Linked DNA regions of Mus musculus: region 1 is linked to region 2. A link is a contact called in public Hi-C data. All regions are on one chromosome and are shown on one strand. Each heading gives the region's core, a stretch centred on a gene start, on an enhancer-like site or on the middle of the called end of the contact. The rest is flanking DNA. Distances are from core to core; before and after follow the strand shown. Region 1 has its middle 12 kb from the start of Gm40271. Region 2 overlaps Gm34696 (a long non-coding RNA gene).

Evidence for each region. A called contact is a pair of places that touch in the nucleus more often than the background predicts.
Region 1: a Hi-C map of Sertoli cells shows a contact between it and region 2, with 2.2 times the contacts expected there. The contact joins two enhancer-like sites. A contact is called at or near these places in 1 of 15 datasets of contacts at CTCF or cohesin (large pre-B cells), 17 of 484 Hi-C or Micro-C datasets (the Ba/F3 cell line, the N1E-115 cell line, Sertoli cells and 10 more), 23 of 115 datasets of contacts at active chromatin or transcription factors (the 230-238 cell line, SST interneurons, astrocytes and 14 more) and 1 of 9 other capture datasets (adipose tissue).

Annotation. Positions count from the first base shown.
Region 1 is chr12:12,918,337-12,925,231 of GRCm38.p6, forward strand. No RefSeq gene overlaps it. Among named protein-coding and RNA genes, the nearest start is that of Gm40271, 12 kb to the left of the region's middle. Within about 2 kb of position 2,620, at least 26 of the 459 cell types and tissues checked have an H3K27ac peak or open chromatin away from gene starts, as enhancers often do. A contact at or near this core is called in Sertoli cells, where this site is marked.
Region 2 is chr12:12,681,136-12,688,388 of GRCm38.p6, forward strand. It overlaps Gm34696 (a long non-coding RNA gene), which reads right to left. Exons shown (of 6, transcript XR_872489.1): 6 at 7,226-7,253. Among named protein-coding and RNA genes, the nearest start is that of Gm34637, 15 kb to the left of the region's middle. Within about 2 kb of position 2,831, at least 50 of the 459 cell types and tissues checked have an H3K27ac peak or open chromatin away from gene starts, as enhancers often do. A contact at or near this core is called in Sertoli cells, where this site is marked.

The sequences.
Region 1 (6,895 bases), core at 1,370-3,869, 240 kb after region 2:
GATTCCAACTTGTGGACTGGATGCTATCGACTGAACTTGATCCTGATCACTTTCTAAACACTCCACCTCTAAATGTTCTTCCCATAAAGGTCCCATTTCTTAATAGCGGGAAGTGGGGATTAAACTCTTGCTCCCATCAGTGGACATAGAGTAACCAGCTTTGACCCACAGTGCTAACTCAATGTAAAGGCTGTGTAAGAATGGTTAGACCTCACATGTTCAGAGACTAGGATATCAGGTAGTACATATTTAGCCTCAGCAACTCTGTTTTTGGACTGTTTCTCGATTTGTGTCCAGCGAGTCCCTGATGCACATCACACATACACGGAGAGCTGACTACACTGTTCCTCAAAGCACTCTAATAAGGATTGGAAAGAAAATAGGTGACTGTAAATAGTTGGCTAATCTTTCCTTTAAGCAGAGTAGATTCTCCACTGAACCAACGAATTGAGTTCGGAGTTCTAACTCCACCCACTCCTGCAAAGGCCTCAGTAATAGACTCCTCTGGTTTATATATTCTTTCTGGCTGTGCTTTATAATTTTGCTGTGTGTGATGGCTGATTCCCGGGATTTCAACACATGGTAGATGCAGGCAAGAGGATTGAAAGTTCTAGACCAGTGGGGGCTAGAGAGCAAGACCCTGTTTCAAAAAGAGAAAACAAGGTAGTCTTGGTGGAGCATGCCTGGAATTTCAATACTATGGAATTGGAAACAGGAAGATCAGAAGTTCAAGACTGCTAGCCACACACCTGGAATCCCAGAACTCAAGGAAGAGGAAAGAGAATCAGGAGTTCAAGGCTATCCTCAGCTGCTACAAGCTAGTTCAAAGCCATGCTTGACTATATGAGACACCGTATTTAAAAAATAATAATAAAGGAAAAGAGCTGGTTTTTTTTTTTTTTTTTTTTTTTGACCTGCCTGGCCACTCCCCTGGCATAAGTCTCCAGCCTGTTTTCCAAAATATGAAATATTGACTCCATCAAGATAGCCCCAAATTTCTATCACAAACATGTTAATGAAAGTTAGCAACATAAAGTATTTGAGATCAACCACCATACAGGAAGACCTTGAAATCTCCAGCAAAGACGCTTGGGGCAGGATTTTCCCAAATTTTTCAATTGCTAAACATTTTTGTAAAGTATATATTTTATTCAAAAAAAAAGATGATCTATTTTGTACTTGAGAAAAAAGATTGCTTTTCCTTTCCAGTCTCTACAGGGAATATTATTACAAAATTGTTGTCGCACAAAGAGGCAACCCTAGAATGAAAGAAACATTATTAGAGAGATGGTTTACAGCTGGGTGTGGTTGCACGCACCTGTAATCCAGGCACGGGGAAACAGAGGCAGGAGAATCTGCTGCTGGGGTGAGGCCAGCCTGCTTTACATGGTTAGAGTCAATCCCAAAAAAAAAAAGCCGAACAAACACATGAAACACGTACATCACTGTCTATTAATACTGCCAGTCTAGCACGATGATCTGTAATTTCAGCTACTTGGGGGTTGCAAATGCAAGCTCCACAGGGGTGGGGTAGGAGGTGGAGGGGTGGAGATTCACTTAGCTATTTAGATCCCCATCCCTGCGCACACGCCTCTGTGTGTGTGTGTGTGTGTGTGTGTGTGTGAGTGTGTATGTGTTTTAAAAGGTTGGGATATCTCTAAATGGTACAATATAGTTCAGTAGCATGTGCAAAGGAGTGGATTCAGTCCAGTACAGGATGCACACACTGCACAAACACATACACACACACATATACTAAGAAAAAAATACATATAATAAAAATAAAGATTTGGAGAGCTAGTTCTTTTGGCAAGACGTGGGTGCCTGAATTTGATCCCTAGGACCCACATAAAAGCCAGGCATGGTAGCAAGCTCTTAGAGCCACAGCATGGGGAGGTGGGAAGTAGATTCTTGGGGCTCGGTGGCTAGCCAGTTTAGCAGATGTGTCACAGCAGGAGAGCCTGTCTTAAAAGACAGTATGGATTGTTGCTGAGAAACAACACCTGAGGTAGATCTCTGGCCTTCCCTGAGCAAGCATACCTATACACACAGATCCACGCCCCACCCCCACACCAAACAAGTAACTCCGGCACAGATTTCCTGCTGTTTTGTTTTTATGTACTGGGTCTAGAAGACAGTCCTTACACTAGGCATGGGGGCTCTACTCCAGAACTATACCCCAAACCCTGTATATGATTTTGTGTGTGATATCTCTTTAAGTATTACCTTTCATGTATGATCTTTGTTGTCCTAGTTTTGTGAAGAGGATCTCAAATCTGCCCGGGGGTAAAGTCAGATGTATCCAGTCCTCAGCCTCCCTCCCACCAGGGTCACAAATGTAACCAATGCAACGGGCTGCAGAGCCAGCTGGGTGCTTAAGAGCACTTGTTACTTTTCCCAAGGATCAAGGTTCAGTTCAGAACAAAATGTGCAGTGTCCACCAGACCAACCTCACTTTCTTATGCTCTAACTCCCTACCCGGGATCTGATGATGGAGCCAAACAAACGTTTGCATTTCTGCAGAAAACACCTTGTGTTTCTCACTCTACAGTAGTGACTAAGTAACTTTGGTTAACAATTCTCAGGAGGAGGCTAACCCAGCACAGCTGCAACCGGCATTCTGGTGGGAAAGCCACGGAGCCCTGTCTACAGCTGAGATTGTTCCAGGCCCAGCCTTTCACTCTCTGTTGCTCTGTGCCTTTACCTGACACCCTGTTCTAAGACAGTCACCCCATTAAGCAGGGAGGGCACAGTCTATTTCCAGGTAGACATGCCACTTATTTTCACGTGTGAAACGAGTCATCATTCACAGCTACGAAAAAGAATCAAAGGAATGCTTTTAGGCAGTTGAAACATTTTATCCAACTCTGCACTGATGTTTTGCTACTGGGGCGAGAAAAGCCCAGACCTGAGGCCAGCATAGTGGGACTGGGGATAGATTAGTGAGAGGGGGGCAGGTAAAGGAACTGGGGGTGGGGCTCAGAGGTACAAAGCTTGTCTGCAGGCTCTGAGTTCCATATTCAGCAATGGAAAGCAAAGGAAGAGGAGGAGGGGAGTAAGGAGGGAAAGGAGGGGGGGTTATGGATTGTGTGAGGGAGAGGGGGGCTGGGAGGGGGGAAGAGAAGGGAAATGTTAGAGGGAAGTAGTCCCTTAGGTCACCTAGTGGACAGAAAATTTTCTCTTTCTAGAGCAGTGGTTCTCCGCCTTCCTAATGTTGTGACCCTTTATACAGTTCCTCATGTTATGATGAACCCATCATAAAATTATTTTTATTGCTACTTCATAACTGTAATTTTGCTACTGTTATGAATCTGTGTTTTCTAATAGTCTTAGATGTCCTCTGTGAAAAGGTCCTTTGACTCCCCCCAGGTTGAGAACCACTGTGAGGTTTCTTGAGGACGGATAGCTGTCCATTTGACTTAAAAATTACCTTGGAAGAGAGCACCAGTGAGAAGCTAGCTAACTGCCTGGATCTGTTTGGTCTGAGGTCATACCTGTGAGAGTTTTCTTAAGTGGCTAATTGAAGTAGGAAGACCCAGGCTGACTTTGGGTGGCCCCATTTCCTTGAGATGGACCCTGGATGGTCTAAGAGTGAGAAGGATGGAGGGGAGCAGGAAGTTCCTTTGCGCTTGCTTTTATTTCTGTTGCTAGGCTCGAATGGGAAGTGACCAGTCGCTTCCAGTTCCTGCCTTGACGGACTATCATCCTTTCTCCCCTCAGTTGCTTTCTTATCAGGATATTTAGCACAGGAACTGATTCAGGCAGAAGTGGTTCTCCTAAAGCCTTCCTGCGAAGTTGATCCTCCGACACTATTTTGGAGTCAGAAACACGTAGCTTTTCATTTTGCTTGAGACAGGGGTTTCAGTTCATAGCCAGGCTGGCTTCAAAGCTGAGGCATGCTCCAGCCTCACAAGTGCTAAGGGTTACTTACATCAATGTGCCACCCATGCCCAGTTTAACACCATATTCCTGCCCCTCTGAGTCATTGGCTTCCCTCTGCAGGCTGTCACCTTCTCCGAGACCCTCCCCTCAACACACTATTGGTGAAAGACCCTTTGAAAAGAACCCTTGTCTGCCCAGTTGAATCCTCAGATCCCCTGCACACTGTTTACTGCACAGTGACACATAGTCCTGGCCTCTGGCTCCTTCTTCCAGGCTGTAAGTACCTCGGGTGATGACTGTCCTAGCTTGTCTGTACTTAGAGAACTCAGGAGATGGCCTGGCAAGAACAGATAGCAAACAGTCCACCAAGCTGAGCCCCTGCTATGGACTGGATCTATTGAAGCTGACCTTAGGGGCTTGCAGATATAATCATTGTAGATGAGGTCAAACTGGGGTAGGTAGGGCTGACTTCTAACCTGGTATAACTGACATCCTTTTAAAAAAGGAGGAGCTGGGGGTGGTGGCACACGCCTTTAATCCCAACACTTTCTGAGTTCAAGGCCAGCCTTGTCTACAAAGTGAGTTCCAGGACAGCCAGGGCTACAGAGAAACCCTGTCTTGGAAAAAAAAAAAGGGGGGGGGGGGAGGAAGGAAGGAAGCTGGATAGAAACAGTAAACAGTCCTATTTGAGAAAAAAATGTCACCAGAAGACAGAGGCAAGGATGCAAACACAAACACTAAGGACTACCAGCTGCCCACAGAAGTAGGAGAAGGTTGTAAAAGATTCTCCCTCCAGCCCTCAAGGAACTACCCCGCCCCAGACATCCTGACTTTGATTTCCAGCCCGGAGAAGGGTGAGAACTGAATTTCTGGCTTTTAAGTGTTGTGGCTCCAGGTACTTTGTTACAGTAGCTCTCGGGAATTAATACCTCCTATACATACCCTACATCAAGCCCAGTTCCTCTCCTTACAGCTGCAATCTTGCTAAGATTCCTCATTTCCTAGTTTATGAAGCACATATTATGTCTACTATCAAAGACAGTCATTGTTCTTTGGTGTTGCATAGTCTGGGATACAAATGAGGCAGACTGGCATCTGCCCACCTTGGTTTAATGGAAATATATATCTATACATACACACACACATATATTTGAATTATATGGACTTTTATTATTATTACATGTGTGTGTGATGGAGGGTACACATACATGTATACATGCATGTGTTGTGTTACGTTATGTGTGTGGTCAGAAGACAACTTTGGGAATCGGCTCAATCCTTCCTCCATGTAATCTGGGGAAACAACAGAGGCTTTTAGGTTTTTGCATGGGCACCTGATTGGCTATTTATACGTGTGCATGTGTGTGTGTGTGTGTGTGTATCCTGTATTATTTCAAGTCATACTTAGGATGCTGTCATAATTAAAATCTTATGTCATTTAAAAGCAAAAACAAAAAAAAAAACATTTGGGGCTGGAGAGATAGCTCAGCAGTTGGGAGCACTGACTGCTTTTCCAGGAGTTCTGAGTTCAATTCCCAGCAACCACATGGTGGTTCACAACTATCTGTAATGGGATTCGATGTCCTGAAGACAGCAACAATGTATTCAAACATATACAAATAAATACATCTTTAAACAAACAAACAAACAAACATTTGTGCCTAGGGAAGTAGTATATGGACAGATGGGTGTTTGTGTGTGCCAATGTGTGCTTGCTACAGCAGTCTTGCATGTCAGAGGACCTCCTCTGGTGTCAGCCCACACCCTCTACTTCCTTCTGAGACATGGTCTCTTGTTTGCCACTGCATTCACCAAGGCTGACTGGCTTTTGAGCTTCTAGCTTTGGGGGGTGGGAGGCGGATGTTGCCTGTCTTCTCTCATCTTATCGTATGAGTTCAGGATTACAGATTCATGTTACCAAGTCTGGATCCATATGGCTTGGAGAGATCCAAACTCGGGTCCTCCTGCTTGTCCCACTAGCACTTTACCCACTAAGCCATTTACCGAGCGTTTTGAAGTCATTTTTAATGACCAGAAGACCTCAAATAATGTTCTACAATAAGAGAGTCTGGGCTGCTGGACAGTGGTGGGACTGTCCCAGCACTGGGGAGGCAGAGGCAGGCAGATCTCTGTGATTTTTGAGGCCATCCTGGTCTACAGAGCTAATTCCAGCATAGCCTGGGCTACACTGAGAAACCTCATCTCAAAACAACAACAACAACAACAGCAATAACAACAACAACAAAAGCAACAAAAACCAACCAACTAACCAAAAAAAAAAAAAAAAACAACAACAACAAAACAAAACAAAACAAAAAAAAAAAAGAGTATTCTGCATGGCTGGGCGGGGATGGAGATCCTCTGTCTTCCTGTTTCAAAAAGAATTTCCCAACCTCCTGGCATGGGCTGGTGCAGCCACAGGGGAGCCCCAGTGCTGATATGACAGGAAGCTGGGTGGTATAATCTGTTGTCCACTCCACAAAAGACAGGAAATCCAGAGGCAAAGGTTGAAAATCTGACCTCAGCTCACCCCGGCTTTGTGTTGGGCCCCAGTGAAAGACTGCTGCACAAAGGCTGTGAAAGAAGCGATTAGGGCAGGGAGAGGCAAGATAGTCCCTGAGTTGCCAACTCCAAAGAGGACTGTCCACACATCCTAGGACCGTGTTTAAGGAAAGTCTCCCTGGAAAAGATGTACACGTGGCTCTCTAAAATGCTCACCTATCCATCTAAAATGCTTCTACCCATCCAGTTCCTGGGTTCAAGGTCAGAAGGGGCAAACGGAAGGTTGTGAATGTCTAGGAATGGGTGGCTGGAGGCTCTATCTTGGAATACCTCTGCCCATCTCAGAAGAAGATTATGCAAATTGTGCTAATAGCTCATAATGACTGATCACATTTGGTAGCATTTGCAATTTACCTTAGGCCCTTTATTTCCTTTACTCTTGTGAGGTTGAAATACTTATGCCTTATTCAGAAGTGGCCACTGGTTCCAGAGGCCCATTTATTCTTAATAA
Region 2 (7,253 bases), core at 1,581-4,080:
GCTTTGGAAGTTATAAATAGCAGCTCAGAGAATAAAGAAGTCACCTCTGCAGGCTAAGGGAGCTTACAGAGGACAAAGGACTCCGAGAGCTGGGAACACTGTGCTGCTTGGAGACTGACAGGGCTAAATCGGGCGTTTCCAGGGTCCTGCCCCTTGTTTTCAAGCAGCAGAGTTTCATCTGAACTCAGGTCTCTGACTGAGGTGACAGGGATGTAGCTTCATTTCACTCAGCCTGCGAGGAAGCCTCCTCTCTGCCTGTGGGGATGTCCTTCCCTACCTCCACAAGCCCTTCTCAGATAGGTCTAGAGCTTTCTGAAGCTCCCGTATTACCCAGGGCTCACTTGTGAGTAGCCTAGGTCACATGGATGCTTCTGGACAATAGGAGTGGACAGAAGGATGCTGGGACTGGAGGCCAGGTGCTCAATGGCGATTAATGCTCAAAAAGACACAGCAGAGGAAAATGCTAGACCAGCAATGAACTTGAATGTGCGAAATTAACCTTAAAGTCCTGAGCCGCTAAGATTTCTGGGTTTATCTGTTCCTGGAGCACAGTCACTTATCTGATCAGCTTTGTAGCTGTCCAGCTTGGGCATAGAGATACCAGGGGCCATCCACTACCCTCAGAGTGTTCTCAGTCTGAGGGAGGAGGCAATATCAGGATAAATATGAGGGATGGCCACAGTGGAGGACTAGCACTGTGTGAACACAGAGAAGGTTATCTTGCCAGATCTGTGGTACCAGGAGTGCTCCCTGGAGTCAAGTGTCTTGTGAGGGATCTCGGAAAGCAGGTCTCAGGCAGTGGAGCAGACATAGCCGTGGGGACTTGGGGCAGGGAAATAACAGAGGACTGGCATGGACAAGAGTGGTGGTGCTGTCATGGACAACACTGCCAGGAACTCCAAGACAACCTAGTGCTGACTCACTGAGAGCCCCTGGACCTGGGGAAAGGAACAATTAGTACAGCTGGTTTTCGTGGGCGCTGCCAACGACTGGGGAGGATGTGGACAAGAACATGGATGTGGATCATACGGAGAATAAGGATGTGGGGATGGGGAAGCACAAGAAGACAGAGCACAGATAGGATGTGGCTGTCAGACTGGATGTGGTCCAGGGGGGATGAGAATCACAGGGAAGGATGCGGCCCATGGGGAGGATGCAGATCAGAGGCAGAACAAGGATCAATCAATGATGCTTACAGTGTATACAGGTAAAGCACAGACCTGTGGATCTCAGAGAGGGACGAGCAGCACATGTAAGTGCTTGGTTATCAGTTGCCACTGGCTTCAGGGAGCTGAACTTTTTGCTCCTTCAACTTCTGAAGGCCAGAGACCTTATCCAGGAAGACAAATGATAAAAGATACCACACATACCTGAGCATCATAGACTGCAGCTTTCTTACCTTATCTCCCATCTGAGTACTAACTAAGACCCACCTTGCTGAGCTTCCAAGAGTGGGTGTGTTCAGGATGGATTGCCAGCTTTTTCTCTTTCTCCTTGTTCTAAGGAATTCTGAGTGACTTCAACACACACAAAGACCTAACCCTACCCGTAGCCATGTGAACTTTGAGCCACCTTATTTTTGAATAGCCAAGTTCCTGAATGACTTTCCTCCTAGAATGCAGAGGTAAGCAGGAATAAGGAACTGAAAGACCACAGCTGTACCAAGGCCTTGGGAAAAGACTCAATGGAGTAGAATGGCCTCTCCCAACTCCAAAAGTGATGGCTGAGAAGATATTTATTTATGATCCAAAAAATGTTCTACAGAACAACCACTGAGGCCCCGTGTTGAAGACACAAGGGGGTTTCCACTACATGTCCAGTCCTAAACTCAGATGATTTTGTTTAATTTTTGCAACAAACTTGGGGGAAATGTGTCATTAGCCTTACATCACTACTGGGGAGTCTTATATAACCAGACAGGGTACATAACATGTCCTTGATCACACAGCTGGGGCAGATTTCAACTCCTACCCAATGTGCTTCAGGCTTCCCTATTTAGGCTTCTAGATAGACACACAAATGAGGTGTCCAGGCCCTGAGCTTGGTTTTTGGAGAATCCTTTTTTAAACTAAATAGGGGTGACAGCATGGAATACCCACTATCTTTGACCTTGCATGTAAGAGCAACTAGAGAACAAGGTAACGAAAAAGAGGCTCCAGTCTTTAGCCTTAGACTTGGTAATATACTCCCTCAGAATTACACACAGTAGGGCCTCACCATAAAACAAGTAGAGATGTGATCTCTCTTTGACAGACAGGGAAACAAGCTCAGAGAAGCTGAACGACTTTGGGCAGGTTTCATAGGTAGCTAGGGTAGACTTGAGCCTACCCGGCCTGATACCAGAGAACATGACTTCTATCTAGGCTCATAGAAAAGGCCAGATGCAGAGTTTCTTGCTAGAACTCCAGGTCCCACCATTCAGCAAGCATCCTAGTAGGGTCAGGCAGTGTTAGTGCCTGCCTTGCATCTGTTCCCACAACTCCCTGTGAACGTGTTTATCAGAGGACACAGGCTCCGTTTCTAATGGTTTGCATGGTTCCATTTTGGGGGAAGATTGAAAACCTTGGTGTGTTTGTGATCTCTCTCCACTTGGCCATGCAGTGGATGAACAAGAGTAAGGATGGGCAGGAAGCTGAATTCCAAGTCTCCCTCGGTCCTTCTCTTCTTTGACTCAGAGCACAGTATGTGTAACTCCCACTCACAGAAGACACAGCAGGCTATCTCAGGACTCCTCCCATTGGCCTTCTCCTTTCCTCTCAGATTAGAGAGAAGAGGCGTTCCTTTAATGTCAATGGCCCATTTAAAGTACAGCCCATGCTCTGGCCTTCCTAGTCTGGCTGTGTGGTGCTGAGTAGGTGTCCTATCCTCCCCATGTCAGGGTAGCTGCCTTAGCTATGACAGACAGCAGGTGTGAACAAGGAGAGCCTGTCGATGCCAAGCAGTGCCTATCCTTCTGAATTCTCCAGTCACCGTCCCATAATTACTTCCTCCCTGGCACTGAGCAGAAGGAAGCACCTGGGAACGCAGGGGCTTTTGGGTTCACAGGCAGAGGTAGAGAAATAGACTCAGCTCTCGTGTCATGCTTTCCTCCTCTGATCCAAATCAGCACTGGTCCCCGCCCCCACCCCTCGTCCTCCCTGGTGACTGTCTGGCCACACTGCGTAGGGTACTCTTAACAATCTTCAAGGTTTCCAGTAAAAGCCTAGATGAAGTGAAGGCACTGGTAAGGGACTAAGTGCAAGGACGCCTCTCCTGTCTGTGGATTGAATGACATCAGAAGCTTAGTTGCCCTCCAGGTTCCAAGGTACATTTTCCTTGAGAGATGACAGCAAGAGACAGTGAAAGGAAACGTCCCCTGGGAGTTTACTAGAAAGCCAATTCTCTGTCTCAGAAAGAAGGGATCATTGAACACACCCTGCTCTTGGGCCCCTGCGATTTTTCCTGCCTCGTGTCTGTGCTCAGCCCTCTCGCTGTAAGCCAACAGCTCCGCCTGTGAGATCAGCATTAATTAAACTGGGCTCAGTTGAAGCTTTTCCTGCCATTACAGTCGGAGAGCAGAGCAACTTGGAGCAAGACTCCTTCTGATGAATGAAGCATATAGTTATTGTTTTCGATCCCTCATAGCCCCTGGGGATGCCGCCTGGCAGGGGGGTAAATGAAACCTGGTACAGAATCCTCTATACTCCCCAATATGACACAGAATTTCCCACAGCCCGGGTTGGTTCCCACCCTCCCTCTTGGTAAGAAGGGGAAGGTGGTACAGGCGCTGTCAGTGTGCACAGCCATGGGACTTTGCCTCCCACTTGGGCTCGGAGCTTCAGCTTCCTTTTCTCTTGTCTGAGGATCAGGTCTCGCCACACAGGTTGAGATAAAGCGTAAGGATTACATTAGAAGGGAAGCACCAGCTCCAAGGGTGCTTTTGCACAGTCCCCGGGATTAATTTGAGTGGCTGCCCCATGACGTCAGACTACAGCAGCAGCTCTGAGAGCCCCCTTCCTGTCTCATGAATGAAGACAGATTCCAACAGCTGGGGCTAGACAAAGAAACATGTGTCAAGCTCCGGAAACCCATTTCCAAAAGAACCCAGGCGAAGGGAGGACTATGGGTGAAGGGCTGGGCAGAGCAGCCAATATATGGGCCATCAGCCTGCTTTCCGTTCCAAGGATGCTTGAGCTTCTATTGGTGCTGAGGGAGTCTGCCCTCAACCAGAGCTGCGAAGAGTCAGAACCAAAGAATGCGTGAAGCTTCCTCCTCCAGGCCGAAAGAGACTTCCGGTCCATGAATATCATGTTTCATGTGACCATCCATCCATAGAAGGGACTGAGGTGCTGCTTCCGGTATCCCAGTGGAGAGTCTGGGGCAGCAGTTACTCTCAGCAATTCACTAGAGAGAATTTTAAAATCACTACGAAAAGGGGTAGTGGCTTTTGCAGGAATTGAATGCCTGAGACATCTAAAGGGTACCTAGAGATGTCCTCACCTGTTTAACAGAAAGAATCAGGTACAGAGACATCACTGCCTCCTGCTGTCAGGGGTTTTTCTCAGTGCTGTATCATGGTAAAGAAGGTATTTGCCTTCTTGGAAATACACTTCCTCCATCTCAAATGAGCTGCACACTGAGAGCAAAGTACAGACAAGTTCCTAAATAGAACATGTTGCCTGATTTAGCATTCTTTTAATGTTCACCTGCTGCCAAATTTAGCCTAACTCACCAACAGGCACTTGGAATGTTTGTGAACTGGGCAGGGGTTGGGGAAGGTACAGTTTTCTTAAATAAGATCTGACCCAAAAAAAAAAAAAAAAAAAAAGGACCTGTAGCCATAAAGGGAGATGCTAAAGAATTCTGGATGCCCAGCAACTCTCAGGGGAAACTTGGTCTAGTATACTTTGGAAGCAGAGATGTGTCTTAAGGATCTATTTTTGGGGACTCAGGATAAGAGACCCAGTGTGTCTATCAGGATGACCAATGGTGTGAAGAACAGCAAATCCTGTGGGAGTGGCTGCTTACTTCCCTCTCTAGGCACAGTGTAGATGAAACTGGCTACCCACAATGCCAGATCCCATGCAAAATAAAAATGGAGGAGGCCTTGTTCAAATAAAAGGAATGTTGCCAGGTGGTGGTGGCACCGCCCTTTAATCCCAGCGCTCTAGAAGCAGAGGCAGGCAGATTTCTGTGATTTTGAGGCCTGACTGGTCTACAGGGTAAGTACCAGGACAGCCAAGACTACACAAAGAAATGCTGTTTTGGGGGAGGAAAAAAAAAAGTATGTCAAGAAATCAATAACAAAGAATGAAAAAAAAAAGAACTCTTTTCCAGACACTGGACTTTTGTGAACTTGCGGCTCTGGTTGACATCTGGAAAACCAACTCTGGTATAGGTCTTGTTGTAATGACTTTACTACAAAAGGAAAAGTCTTAACCCCCAAGACCAAAGACTCAAGGTCCTGTCTTCGAACACTCTAATTATAACTCCTTTTCGGTCGTCACTGGGCATGCTTGTTTATCTGTGGGCTTACTGTCTTGCTGTCTACTCTAGAGCATGACTTTCTCACAGTCTTGTCTTATGCAGAAAGGAAAAGTCAGCTCCTGATAGGTGTTTCATGAACAATCTCAAAAAAGCTCCTATGAAAAGAGGGACCAAGTCTGGAGCACTTCTCCTAGTGCATAATGGCCCTTAAGGCTCCGATGCAGAAGTCTGCCAGACAGGCAATAAACCATGGGTGGCTAATACACTGGTGTGAAGGTGGCAAAGCTTGGTCAATGCCCACTTTTACAAGGTTTATCTACCTCTTCAAGGCCATCTCACACCAACAGGTGTCTTTGAGCACTGTCTAGAGAAGTGACTCGGCTTCCCTTTAATACAGTTCCTCATGGTGTGGTGACCCTCAACAATAAAATTATCTTCATTGCCACTTCATAACTGTCATTTTGCTACTGTTATGAGTCATAGTGTAAATGTCTGATGTGCAGGATATCTGATATTCAGCCCCTGTGACAGTCATTTGACCACCAAGGGGTTGTAACCCACAGGTTGAGAACCACTGTCGTAGAACTTTTAAGTGTGTGAGTCTCAGTAGATTAAATGAATCTCTAGGAGCAATACTTGAATTTTGGTAGCCCAACCTTACTTCCAGTCTTCTTTCTGTTTCCTGTTCCACCAAGAGGTGAACCCAAGAAGAGTCTGAGCTAAAATTCCTGCCACCTTAGAGTGCCTGTCTCCATGCTTTCGTCTCTAGGATAAACACAGTATTCAGGCTCCAACTGTGAGCTCAAATAAAAACGTCCGCACTTAAGTAGCTTCTTACCAAGTTTTGATCATAGCAACAAGATAAATAACTGACCTTATATGACAGATAAGCCCATGAAAAGACAAGCCACTACACATTAGTTACTGGCAATGTGTTGCAACACCAATGAGGCCAGGCACATAGCCAGTACAGGGGCTAAGATGCAAAGTCCTGACCATACTAAGAGCTGACAAGGATAGAGAGCAAACAGCTATCCCATACACTGCCAGGAGGGGTGCAAAATGGCACCAATACTCCAGAAATCAGTTTGATAATTTTTTTAATTACAAAATTTAATACATGTCTGCCATATAAGTCAACTATCCCATACCTAGGTATTCATCCTTCAGAAATGTAATTATTTGCCCTGGAAAATTAAAAACTGATGATCCAGCATCTTTCTATGAAAGCTTTAATAAGTCTGTTGGTAAGACAGGACCAGCAATTGAAATGCCTTTAACATTTCAACATGGAATATTACTCAGCTATGATGAGAAGTGAACCATTAGTTCACAGAGCAACAGGTACAGAGGCTGCACACATTGTGTCAAGTGAAAGAAATCAGCCTCAAAGAGTTTGCTAAATGACCCCATCTGTATAACATTCTCCAAAAGACAAAATCACAGCAGTGGGCAAATGATAGCCAGATAGCTCAAACATTCGGGGGAGATTGTGTGTACTGGGGTGGGAGTGTTACACAGGGAGTTATTTAGAGTAGAAAATCTGCCCTGGATGAAGTTATTTAAAATGGAAGATCTGCCCTGAATCTGATCATGGTGTTGTACAAATCTATGTGTGTTCACATTCTCAGAGTTGTGCATCCTTGAAAAGATTAATATCACCATATACTCATTTGTGAGGCTGTGGAGACAGCTCAGCGGTTAAGAGCACTTGCTGATTTTATAGAAAACACAGGTTCAGTTCCTAGGACTCAAATGGTGGCTTACAATTGTCTGTAACTCTAATT